2 separate regions of the Mus musculus genome follow, and region 2 is linked to region 1. Evidence: chromatin contacts called from public Hi-C data. All regions are on one chromosome and are shown on one strand. The core of a region is the stretch at or near the end of the contact, and the rest is flanking DNA. Distances in the headings are between cores, read along the strand shown. Region 1 overlaps Car10 (carbonic anhydrase 10). Region 2 has its middle 44 kb from the start of Gm35148.

Region 1 (5,451 bases), core at 2,148-4,647:
CATGGCCCACAAAATCAACTGACCTGGACTTACAGAGGCTCACAGAGATCAGGATGCATGTAGGGGTCTGACATAGGTCCTCTGCATATATGTTATAGCTGAATAGCTTGGTGTTCTTGTGAGAACCCTCACAGTGAGAACAGGGGCTGTCCCTAACTATTTTGCCTACTTGTGGAACCCTTTTCCTCCTACTGGGTTGGCTCATCCAGCCTTGATGTGAGAATATATGCCTGGTCTTACTGTAGTGCGTTACACCATGTTTGGTTGATATCCCTGGGAAGCCTGCTCTTATCTGAAGAAAGGCAGAGGAGGGGCAGATCTAGGGGAGACAGGAAGTAGGGGAGATAGACTTGGGTGAGGGAAGGGAGGAGATACTGCAGTTGGGATGTAATACATGAGAGAAGAATAAGAAAAAGCATAGCCTTCTACTAGTCTCTCCGTATGCTTGCAATTCACCCTCGTATTGGAAGATAGGCTGTGCCTGATACCTTTCAAGCCAGGATTGTTGTTCTTATTCCTGATTTCCCTTCCTACCAGGTACAACTCATCCACTATAACCACGAGCTATACACAAATGTCACAGAAGCTGCGAAGAGCCCGAATGGATTGGTGGTAGTTTCTATATTTATAAAAGTAAGTCTTGCATGATTCCTGTACTCTGCTTGCCACCCCCTCCCGCGCCCCCCCCCCAATACCAACCAGAGCATCATTCTACAGTCTCTGTTGTAATTTTAAAAAGTTAAAGAAGTAATGTCAATTCATACCCATGCCTGCAGTAACGTTGGGGTCTTAGGACTTTTATAACCATGAGATTCATAAAAGATTCGGAGCTCTGGAAGTGAGGTGCAGAAGGGACAGGTTCCATTTCAGAGCTTTGGGAGCTGAAGGTTTGGGGAGCCTCCATCCTAGAGAGAAAGCAACTGCGATTTTCAGGGACAGGCTTTAGGCCCCACCTGCTAGTGTGGAACAAGGGGACAGTAGCAGAAGAGCTGGAGAGCCGATACCCTCTAGGACTGAAGGACGGTCCGTCACTTGCTGACACCCGGAGAATAAGAAGAGTGGGTTGATCCTCCCAGGTAGGCCCTGCACTATACCTCGGGCTTCCCCACAGCAGCTGAAAACTTCATCTTCCTTTCCCACTCAAAGGCTGATTCATAATCCTGGCAGTTAGAATTAAGACGAAAATCCCCATTTTGAATGTATGATTTTCAGCCATGCTCCCCAGATATCCAGTAGGCAAAAACAATATGAAATGTCCAAGTGAACAAATTCTGATTTCGTTCTTTAATTACCTTTGATATTTTGGCAGATGTAAAATAATGCAGATATGCCCATTTTTTAATGAAAAAGTAAGATTCCCTTTCCAATTGTAAAAAATAAAAAAAGAAATTTTTCAGTAGACTATGTTAGTTACAAAGGCTAATTAATGTACCGCACTATACGGGCTGCTAGAGAGGGTTGTGTACAAATCATTAAAGAAAATTAGACTAACCAGAACTTGGACTGTGATGAAGAATTTTAGTAGAAATTTAGCATTCATCATCAAGGAGTTTTAACAGAGCCCCTGGAATAATGGGAGTCTCTGGGGACCCCTTAAGCAATAGCGCCCACACACACTATCTCCCATTCCATCCCACCCCCTGCCAAAGCAGACTTTGTGCAACAGGTATTGGCCATCTTCCCAGCTGCCATGCCTCCTGCTAACTTCCTAACCTTCATCTGAGCCAGGCCAAATTCATGGAGCTTGTAATAGCTCAGGCAGGAAAGACACCCCAAGTCTTGCCTGGCTTTAGTGCTCATTAGTGTATTCCCATTGTGTGTCAACTCAACAGAGCTGAAAAGGGAACTGAGGATGAGAAGAGAGAAGGTGCCACTCAAACAACCACACACCCCCAGCCATGCCCCACTGGTACCCACAAGCCTGGAGCAAATTCTTACTCTGGTCCCAGTTATGACACATACAACCAATCCATGCAATCATGGTCCACAAGCCTAAGGGTATGTTGCATATTGTCATGTGACCAGGAGTCACCTCTTCCTGTGGTTTTCTACATGCCAAGCCTTCCATGAGTGATATCCAGAGGCCAACCTGCCTTTCCCAATGCTGCTTGTCCCTTGAAGAGCATCTCAGTTTCAGTCCCTGACTTTGCTCCCCTTTGCTTAAAGTTTCTAAGTCAGTAAATGTCGTCCTAGAAGCTCAAGCGTGTAACGGCTGACAGTGACTGATGAAGTGACCAGCAACCAACTTCCTCCAGTGCAAACTGCCGGTGTTCCATGGGCTCACGCAGAAATCCGCACTATGCTGAGATCCCAACCAACAGTCAGGCTTGCAGGCCCAGGTTGCTCTCCCGTAATTTGTTGAAAGGACCTATACTAAATCCTTAGGCCAATAAATGACAGGAGTCAGCTCCTGAATCTTCTCAGGCCAGTTTAGACCCCGGAGAGTTTTCCATTCTTTCCTTGAGCCTCTCTTCTTTCTACAAAGTCAACTCCCAGGCTTCCAGCTCCAGAGTGACCTCTGACTTGTCATTAATTCCTCTCCAAACTCCAAGTGAGCATGGGACAGAGGTCCACCATCTGCTAGACACGGGTACCCAGAAATGAGATGAACTGAATCCTTAGTCTCTAAGGGTATGCAGCGTCTGGTACTCACCAGCCCCATTTCTGATGCCCCTGCCTCCCGCTTCCAGCTCCCTGGAGCTGAAGTCCTCACATGCGAGTGGTTCACCTGAGCAAATGTCACCCTGACCAAATGCTGAACCAAAGATGCCCGAGGGTTTGGGGGTAAAAGGAGATGGATCGGCAGTTAAGGGTACTTGTTAACAACCCTGATGATCTGAGTTCAATTCCAGGGACTTGGGTGAAAAGAGAGAACTGACTCCTACAACTTAGCCTCTGAGCACTACACATTCATCGAGGCGCACATGTGTGCATGTATGCATGCAAGCACACGCACATACACACACACACACACACACACACACACACACACACCACACACACACACACACACACACACACACACCACACACACACACACACACACACACACACACACACACACACACACACACACACTTCCTCCCATGACCACAGGGAGCTGAGATTGGCTGTAATAGCTGTTTGATCTCACACACCATTAACTTCCAACTTATTCTCACTTAGATTAAGTACATATTCTATCCTCTCACCCACACGGCCAGCACACTTGTGCCCACAAATCATCTGTGTGCACTTTGGAAATATCTCAATAATCTCTAACCAGATCCAAATGGGGGCTGGTCGCAACCCTAGTATTTATTGTCTAGCTTGCCAGGTACCAGGAGCCCGGCACCCCCAGCAATTAAGAGCTGTTGCAGATTCCTGCTCTGCCAGACACGTTCATGGCCCCTCCTGCTATCACACAGTACACAGCACAAACAGAAGGCTCTGAGAGCTATCCTTTGAATGCTCAAGAGTATGTCACAACAGAAGCTGAATTTGGCATGCATGTTTCCAGGGAACAGCAATGCTTGACTTGGGGCTTTTTCCCCATCGGAGGTGGGGTTTTTACCTCCACTGAGCACCCTCATTCCCCAGCACCTGTCAGTCACAACAACACACCCAGGAAACCCTGTAAGAAGAAAGACAGCTGGAAGCAAAATAAACAGTCTGTGCTTCCTCCAAACTAAAGGTACCTGTTGCTTATCTAATAGCGATGTTCATCTGCTGTGATTGTTTTTCCCCCCAACCCTCGGAATAAATCAGATTTAAAATGTTGATGTGTCACAGCATCTGATTAGCAGCTGAGATGTAAATTGCAGAGCCTCACTAAGCAAGGTAGGAGAGAAATGACTAAGATAAACAGTGGTCCTGAGAAAAGACTGAGTAAAAGGGGCGTTGTTAAGGAAATTCCACAGCTACAGGAGGCTGCCTGTAGAGTGGTCTTATAAAGGGTGGTCCTATAAAGGGTGATTCTCTGATCCTTACCTGCTTGTCACTCAGCTGCTTCTCCCAGAAGAAGAATCTGGACATGGAAGAGCATAAGTACAGAAATGGAAATTCATCTCTAATACAATGTTTTTGCCCATTATAGGGACTTGATAAATATTTCTAGGATAGATGGGTGGGTGGGTGGGTAGATGGAAGAAAGATTGGATGTTGGGGTTTATAATATATTCATATGCTAATGAGCAGTAGAACTACAAGGTTCTCTTTTTTCCTCCCTCTTCTGGCACCCCTATTCCAGATATTCTCTCTACTTAGACACATGATCCTCTCCTGGCATTTCATTCCATATTCCCTGCTCAAAACCCTTTGAATGGTTCCCCATTCCTGAGGATTAAATATATCCTAGCTTGACATTCAAAGCCTAGCATGGGCTAGCCTCCCATCCTGCCTTTCCCAAAGCCTTCAACTCCACTAGCTATTTGTATGCGCATCTGCCTCTTCTGAACAGGTCCTCAGCAAGGATTTTTTTCTTGTCTCCTTGACTTTCCTCCTTTCTCATATTCTAGCATTAAAATACTGTAGCTGCCACCCATCCTTCCAAACCAACTCAGACTTTGACTCCCCTGACTCCCCAGACAGAGAGCAGTCTCTCCATGAGGACTCTATCAGAGCACTCCTTAATCTACATGAGGACAATATGTTTGCCTGCCTCTCTTCCATCTCAAGATGAGGTGTCCTTACAGAGTAGAATGTGTGTCTCTGATCTCTGAATTTCTAGCCATCACATTTGGACCCATGGCAAGCCATCAATATGAAGGAATGAAATAATGCATAATATTTGCCCTGGGAGATTGACACCCAGTCATTAACACTTTCTCTTCTCTTATAGGTTTCTGATTCATCAAACCCATTTCTTAATCGAATGCTCAACAGAGATACTATCACAAGAATAACATATAAAAGTAAGTTTGGTTCAATTTTCTTTACAGCATCTATTCTACAAAGGTTAGTCCTGTCAGAAGGCAAGAAGCCAGAACAGATGAGCTCTGTGGGCCCCTTTCTGCTTCATGATCCTTTAATTCTGTAGAAAGTCACTCTGGAGAGTCAGAGCTAGCTGAGAAGCAGCCCATTTTAAGCATAAGTCCCCAGAGTGTCTTTGTCATCCACGCCTGTCTAAGGCAATAACAATTATGATGATGTGGTCATCGTTAGCCTGTGGGTTGGTAATGAGCTGGGGTATTCTACCGGCTGACTCACTCTACTGTGTCAGCTGTCCGTCGTTGGGATTTTTGCCAACTATATGATGAAAAACAAAATCCACCAGGTACTCTGGACCCAATGTGACCTTTTCAGAACCACACCTGAACCAAGTCTTATCTCCTTCCAGGAGGAGGTTGGGTGGCATCTTCCTTCATTCTCCATGCCCTGGGGATCTGTAGGGTTCTGCCAACCGCCCAGGCTTTCAGATTGCTTCATCTTAAACTCCTTAATCAGAAAAGAAGAAATTGCACCTAGATAAAG
Region 2 (5,451 bases), core at 810-3,309, 180 kb after region 1:
ATGCAGGCAGCCCTAATCAAATGCGGTGAGCAGATTAAAAAAAGACAAAGTAGGAGGGAAACTTGTTGGGATATAGAATTTCAGCGAGAGGAGAAGAGAATAAAAAAAAAAGATAATGAGAGGATTATGATCAAAATATGTACATTTTATGTACATATGAAATTGTGAAAAAGCAAAGTTTTTTTTTAAATAAAAAAGAAAGGACATAAGCTAACCCAAAAATTAGGGAGGATTTACATCCCAAACTTGAGCAGAGTCGAAGAGTTCTTCCAAAATGCAACCGTGCACAGAGACATGCGCGAACCTCCCAAGTAATAATTGTGGCGGAATTCCTCTTCCTCTAATTAAATGAAACACTGAAGCCTTTGCAAACTGAGATGCACCATGAACATTGCAGACATGATAAGGACGTGTTTAAAACATGCTATCACCCTATTACACTCTCTTGGCCCCTCCAGAATGCGATCTTGTCCCTGTGCCATGCAGCCAGTAACACTGTAGGTGAAGTCTACACATCTTCTCTCCATTCACAACATCAGAGCTGCCTTGCTCCATCCACACCACACCCAAGCCTGCTCGGCCTTGTGCTAGTAATTAGTGCTCCTTTCGCCTCTCCTGAGTCTTCTAGACAGGACCTTGTCTCCTGTCCTAAAAAACAAACAAACAAACAAACAAAAAACAACAACAACAAAACCCTCCCCTGGCTACAGTGTATCACACCACTTCAAAGATATCTCCCTCCATCTCAGGACAGCCAAAAGCTTCCTTTTAAGATGCATTTTGGAGTCAGGCATGATGGTTCACACCTCTAATCTCGACATGTAGAAGCCTGGGTCAAGAGGATCACTTGAGCTCAAGAGTCCAAGACCAGCTTGGGCAACAAAGTGAAAATCCATCTCAAAAATAGTCCTGTGCCTTCCTCTCTGTTAAGAAAGAAATGGAACACAGATGGGCAGGCCTCTCGTCCCAACACTCACAAGGTAGGCACAGGAGAATTAAAGTATTCAAGGGTAGCATTGGTTTCATAGTGCCTTTGAGGCCGGTATGGGCTGCATGGGAAAAGAGTGGGGAGGGGACCAAGAAAGAGAAGGAGGGAGGAAAATCATGCTAGGTCTTGACCCAGAAGAGTACACAGGCTATTTTCTAGGATGCCCATGATGTCACACAGTGGGATATGAGACACTGAAACCCTTCGAGAGAAGCCCTTGACCATGAGACTTCTGCTCCCATTTCTGTCAGCTCAGTCAAAGTGTCGAAAACTGATCATCCCATAATAAATTAAACCAGGACCTTCGATGGCCAGTCTGCTGTCTTCCTGCCCTTGCTCCTTGATGCCCTCAGGCAGCCCCTCTAACCTCCCTGTACCCCAGTAGGAAAACAAGAAGGACTGCATTAGCATTCTGCCACCTCAGTGTTTCCTGAGGAGAAAGACCGTGAATAGAGTACAACAGGCCCTCTTTTTTTTAAATTCGTGTAAGCTTTTGTTATTTTATAACTAAAACGACTGTTCCTTCAACCCACTGAGTGTAAAGTCCATTTCTCCTCCCCTTCACATAACCACAGGACACTCCTGCAAACCCAGCCACTAACTCCACGGAGCCTAGGTACCTCCCTCACCACCAGGGGGCTGTTTTCCTCGCGCATCCTACTTTAAAGGATCGCCTATAGGAGCACGCCTCTCTCCATAGAAACCCAGAGAATAAATAGAAGCAGCAGGTTTTTCAGCGGTTTCCACCCTGACTGTTTCAATTAGGCAAACCCACGCGGCTCTTCCATTAGCATGTGGGTGGAGAAGCCGGTGGTGGCACGACAACCCTCGTTCCATGGTTCACAAGGACCTTCCAATTATTTGCAACCAATAAATCATCGCCTTGGCCGGTGTGGTTACAAGTCACCTCTGAGAGGTCCTCCGGAAGAGATGCACTAGGGACGAATCTGTCACCTTCATGTCTCTTTCAACAGCTGAAATGAGAAACATGTTTTTCCAAATCCTTTCTCAAGTACTTTTTTTTTTCTTCCAGTGAACCCTCTCCAGTGCTTCCTGTGAGTAGACTGAGCAGTAAGTGAGAGAGAATGCTCAGCTTGAAGGTGTGCTCCCAAAATAAGAAGTACGCTCAGGATTTCAGGGGCACAGGCGGGCGGGGGGGGGGGGGGAGGGGGGGGCGGGGGCGGGGGCGGGGGGGGGGCGCAGAGATCAACCTGCCTTTTGTGGGAACCACAAAGCCTTCCCCATGGAGGCTTCCCTCCCTCAGGGATAAGGTACAGGTCTCAATCTGTTTGTTCTCATGAAACATAAGTGGGTACCTCCAATCTCAGCATCCAAGAGGCTGAGGGAAGAGAATCACAAATTCACCGCCATTGGGGGCTACATAAGGGAGAGAGAGAGAGAGAGAGAGAGAGAGAGACAGAGTGGGGGAGGGGGAGAGGGAGAGTGTCTGATTGCCAAGAGGAAGTTAACCTGCACTGAGTGCAAAGGCTGGAGAATAAGAAGGAAACCCCTGGCTTGAGAGTCAGCGGGAGCCTACAGAGAAATAGGTCTATGTTTAAATTCAGAACCTTTGCATGAGAGGTAGGAGAAACCAGTGCTGGGAGAGGACCATGTAGCCCTTTAAAAAGAACGAATCAATCCAGGCACTGCAACGTGCACCTTTTGTCCCAGATGCCAGAAGGCCAATTACAAGTGTGAGCCACCACCACACCCAGCTCCAGTTATATGTAACTCATGCACAGATCACATGCATCTACAAAAGGCAAGCAAGAGGACATAGAATAAAACTATGAGCATCCATAGAATTATGTATGTGCATATATGGGGAGGTATCTGGAATGCTAAACACAATCTATTAGCAATGAAGTCCTAGGAGAAAACTAGATTTGGGTTGAGGTAAAAAAGAATTCAAGTCCCACCACTTCAACACTGGCATCAGGTTCATGCCGATGTCCTGAATTCTCTCCTTGGAACCCACGTAGTAGAAAGAGAGAACCAACTTTTGCCACGGCATATGTGCCCATACATACACACACACACACACACACACACACACACACACACACACACACACACACACATCCACACTCCCGTGCATGCACTCACAAAATAAATAAATGCATGGACGCAATAAAAGTTCTTGAAAATAATTTTTAATTGCTCCGTGTAGGCTATAAATATGACTCAGCATGTATGAAGCCCCAGGTTCGAGCCCCAATAGTACATAAAAAACCAGATGGGTGGTGACACCCATCTGAAATCCCAGAACTTGGGAAGTAGAGGCAGGAGGACTAGAAGTTCAAAGTCATCTTCAACCACATTCAAGGCTAGGCTGGTAACGTAAGACTCTATCCCCCTAGTTCAAAAATTAAATTAAATTAAAATCACTCAGTGTCATATTAAGTATGACTTCTTCATAAAATTCGAACATCTTTCCTTTTACAACTGAGAACAGTGTCTTTCACTCTCTGTATGAGCACACGGGCATTGTCCACACGCTCTGTATATGCAGACATCCTGCTAGCTAGCTCTCAGACAGCTGTCTCAATGTTCCCTCCCAGATCGCTGCTTCTGACACCGTAGCAGTGTCTCTGCATCCTGCCTCACTCTTCCGTGGTCAGCTCATCCTCAGCCACCCACGGTATTATTTCAAGTGGCTCCCAAGTGGACTCCTGCCTTTCTTTATCTTTCCTGCCCTATGTTCCGCTGCAGGGAGACTTGTCTAAAGCACAGATTCAGCCACTCGAGAAACTCTTCAATGGCTCTTTATCTCCTTCTCAACTTCAGGCACCAGCAGAATATCCTGAGGGCTTATTTAAAATGCAGGTTTCTCGGTGTCTTCTTCGAAGGCTCCAGTGCAGAATGTCTGGATTTCTAACCGCCACTGCAGGTGGTTGTGATGTAAAGATAGCTGGGATGGAACTTTGCCAAACACTTGTACTAAAGGTAGCCCTGGTCCCTCAGCACAACGGTCAGGACCCTCATCACCTGGCACCTCCCCCTAGCTCCTCCTCCACCTCTCACATTTCCAGCCAAAACCCAGACAAGGCTCTCATTTGCTACTTCCTTATTTTCCATCACCTCGGCTTTCAACCAAGCTCATCATCCATATCTTTCCAACATCCTTCTTCATTTAGCTGATGCTAGCACACTAGAAAACGTCTGGCCACTAACTTCCCAAAACTCCTCTCAGCCCCTCCTAGGCTTCACGATCCATGTCTCTGCCTCGACATTCTGGTAAGCAAGGTACATGTCAGGCAAAGCTCTTCCTTCAGTCCATTGTATTTTCTAAATTTTGCTACTGACATCCTTACCACGAGACTGATGGCATCCATCACCTTCCCCAAGAGATAGCACAGAGGCTGGCACACTAAGTGCAACCACACCAGGACCTGTAGACATTCTGTTGGTGGCTGGATGAGAGACGGCAGAGGACAGCTTTCACAAGGACAACTTGGCCAAACGATGACACGCACATGTATGTGCCCAACCCTTCCTCAACCACAGGCTGCTGCTGGTCAACACCAAAGCTGATCGTTTTCAACATCAGCTCTCCCCATTCCCCACAAACAGGTACTCAATACTTGGAGAAGTAGCAGTAGAGTCAACAGTAAGAGTTCACCCCTAGAAGTCAATGAACATTGCTACTGAGAAAAAAATTGTTATCTGACCTCATTAAAATAAACTTTTACTGGATGAGGTCCTTAGGCAGCTAGTTTGTGAATGCTCCATCTACCAACCCCATCCTCAGATTCTGGTAAGTAGTCAGAAAGCCCTCACTGTCTGAAAAGCAAGCACTACACGTAGGGGTAAAGAGAAAGAGTTGACTCGTCCCTCTCTCCTGGTTTAATGGTCCTTTGTATGGATCTCCTTCCTGGAAGATTGACACTAACCAATCACAGTCCTATTCAGGTCCAGGTCAGCAATCTCTGACCTACTACTGCACCCTGTCAATGGGAGACCCACATCATGTTTCCTTATTATCAGCACAAAAAGTCTAAATTTATTCAGAATATTAAATACATCTATCTTTGAATAAGAACTCGTGGTTTCCAACAGGTCCTTCCCAGCATGCATGATTGGATTATCTGGCCTGTTAATTCTTTGTTAATTCATTTGCTCACCATTCCTTCTTGCATCTCAAATCTTTGAGACAGTTTCTGGAAGGATATTCTTTATGTGTTCCTCTTTTTTTTTTTTTTTAGGTTCATATAAGAAAATCTTTTTTGCTGTTTTAAGACAGCCACTTACAAGCACAGGCTAGCCTAAAGAGATTCACTTGCTCCAACTGAGCCCCACCTCTCAAGAGGTCCACAACTTCCTAAAATATCCCCAACACTGGACTGAAAACAAAATATTCAGACACATGAGCCTATGAGGGGAAATTTTACCTCCAAACCATAGCAATTTATAGTGATAATAACTCATGAATGAATGGATTTCATCTCACAGGAGTGTTTTCC

Evidence for each region. Hi-C and Micro-C count contacts between places; a contact is called where the count stands out from the background.
Region 2: a contact with region 1 is called in a Hi-C map of cortical neurons, with 3 times the contacts expected there. The contact joins two enhancer-like sites. A contact is called at or near these places in 4 of 484 Hi-C or Micro-C datasets (cerebral cortex, cortical neurons and embryonic stem cells) and 1 of 9 other capture datasets (embryonic stem cells).

The regions. Positions count from the first base shown.
Region 1 is chr11:93,578,129-93,583,579 of GRCm38.p6, forward strand. Car10 (carbonic anhydrase 10) reads left to right here. Exons shown (of 10, transcript NM_001361708.1): 6 at 538-633; 7 at 4,820-4,892. Among named protein-coding and RNA genes, the nearest start is that of Gm24856, 170 kb to the left of the region's middle. Within about 2 kb of position 3,398, at least 8 of the 459 cell types and tissues checked have an H3K27ac peak or open chromatin away from gene starts, as enhancers often do. A contact at or near this core is called in cortical neurons, where this site is marked.
Region 2 is chr11:93,761,627-93,767,077 of GRCm38.p6, forward strand. No RefSeq gene overlaps it. Among named protein-coding and RNA genes, the nearest start is that of Gm35148, 44 kb to the right of the region's middle. Within about 2 kb of position 2,060, at least 14 of the 459 cell types and tissues checked have an H3K27ac peak or open chromatin away from gene starts, as enhancers often do. A contact at or near this core is called in cortical neurons, where this site is marked.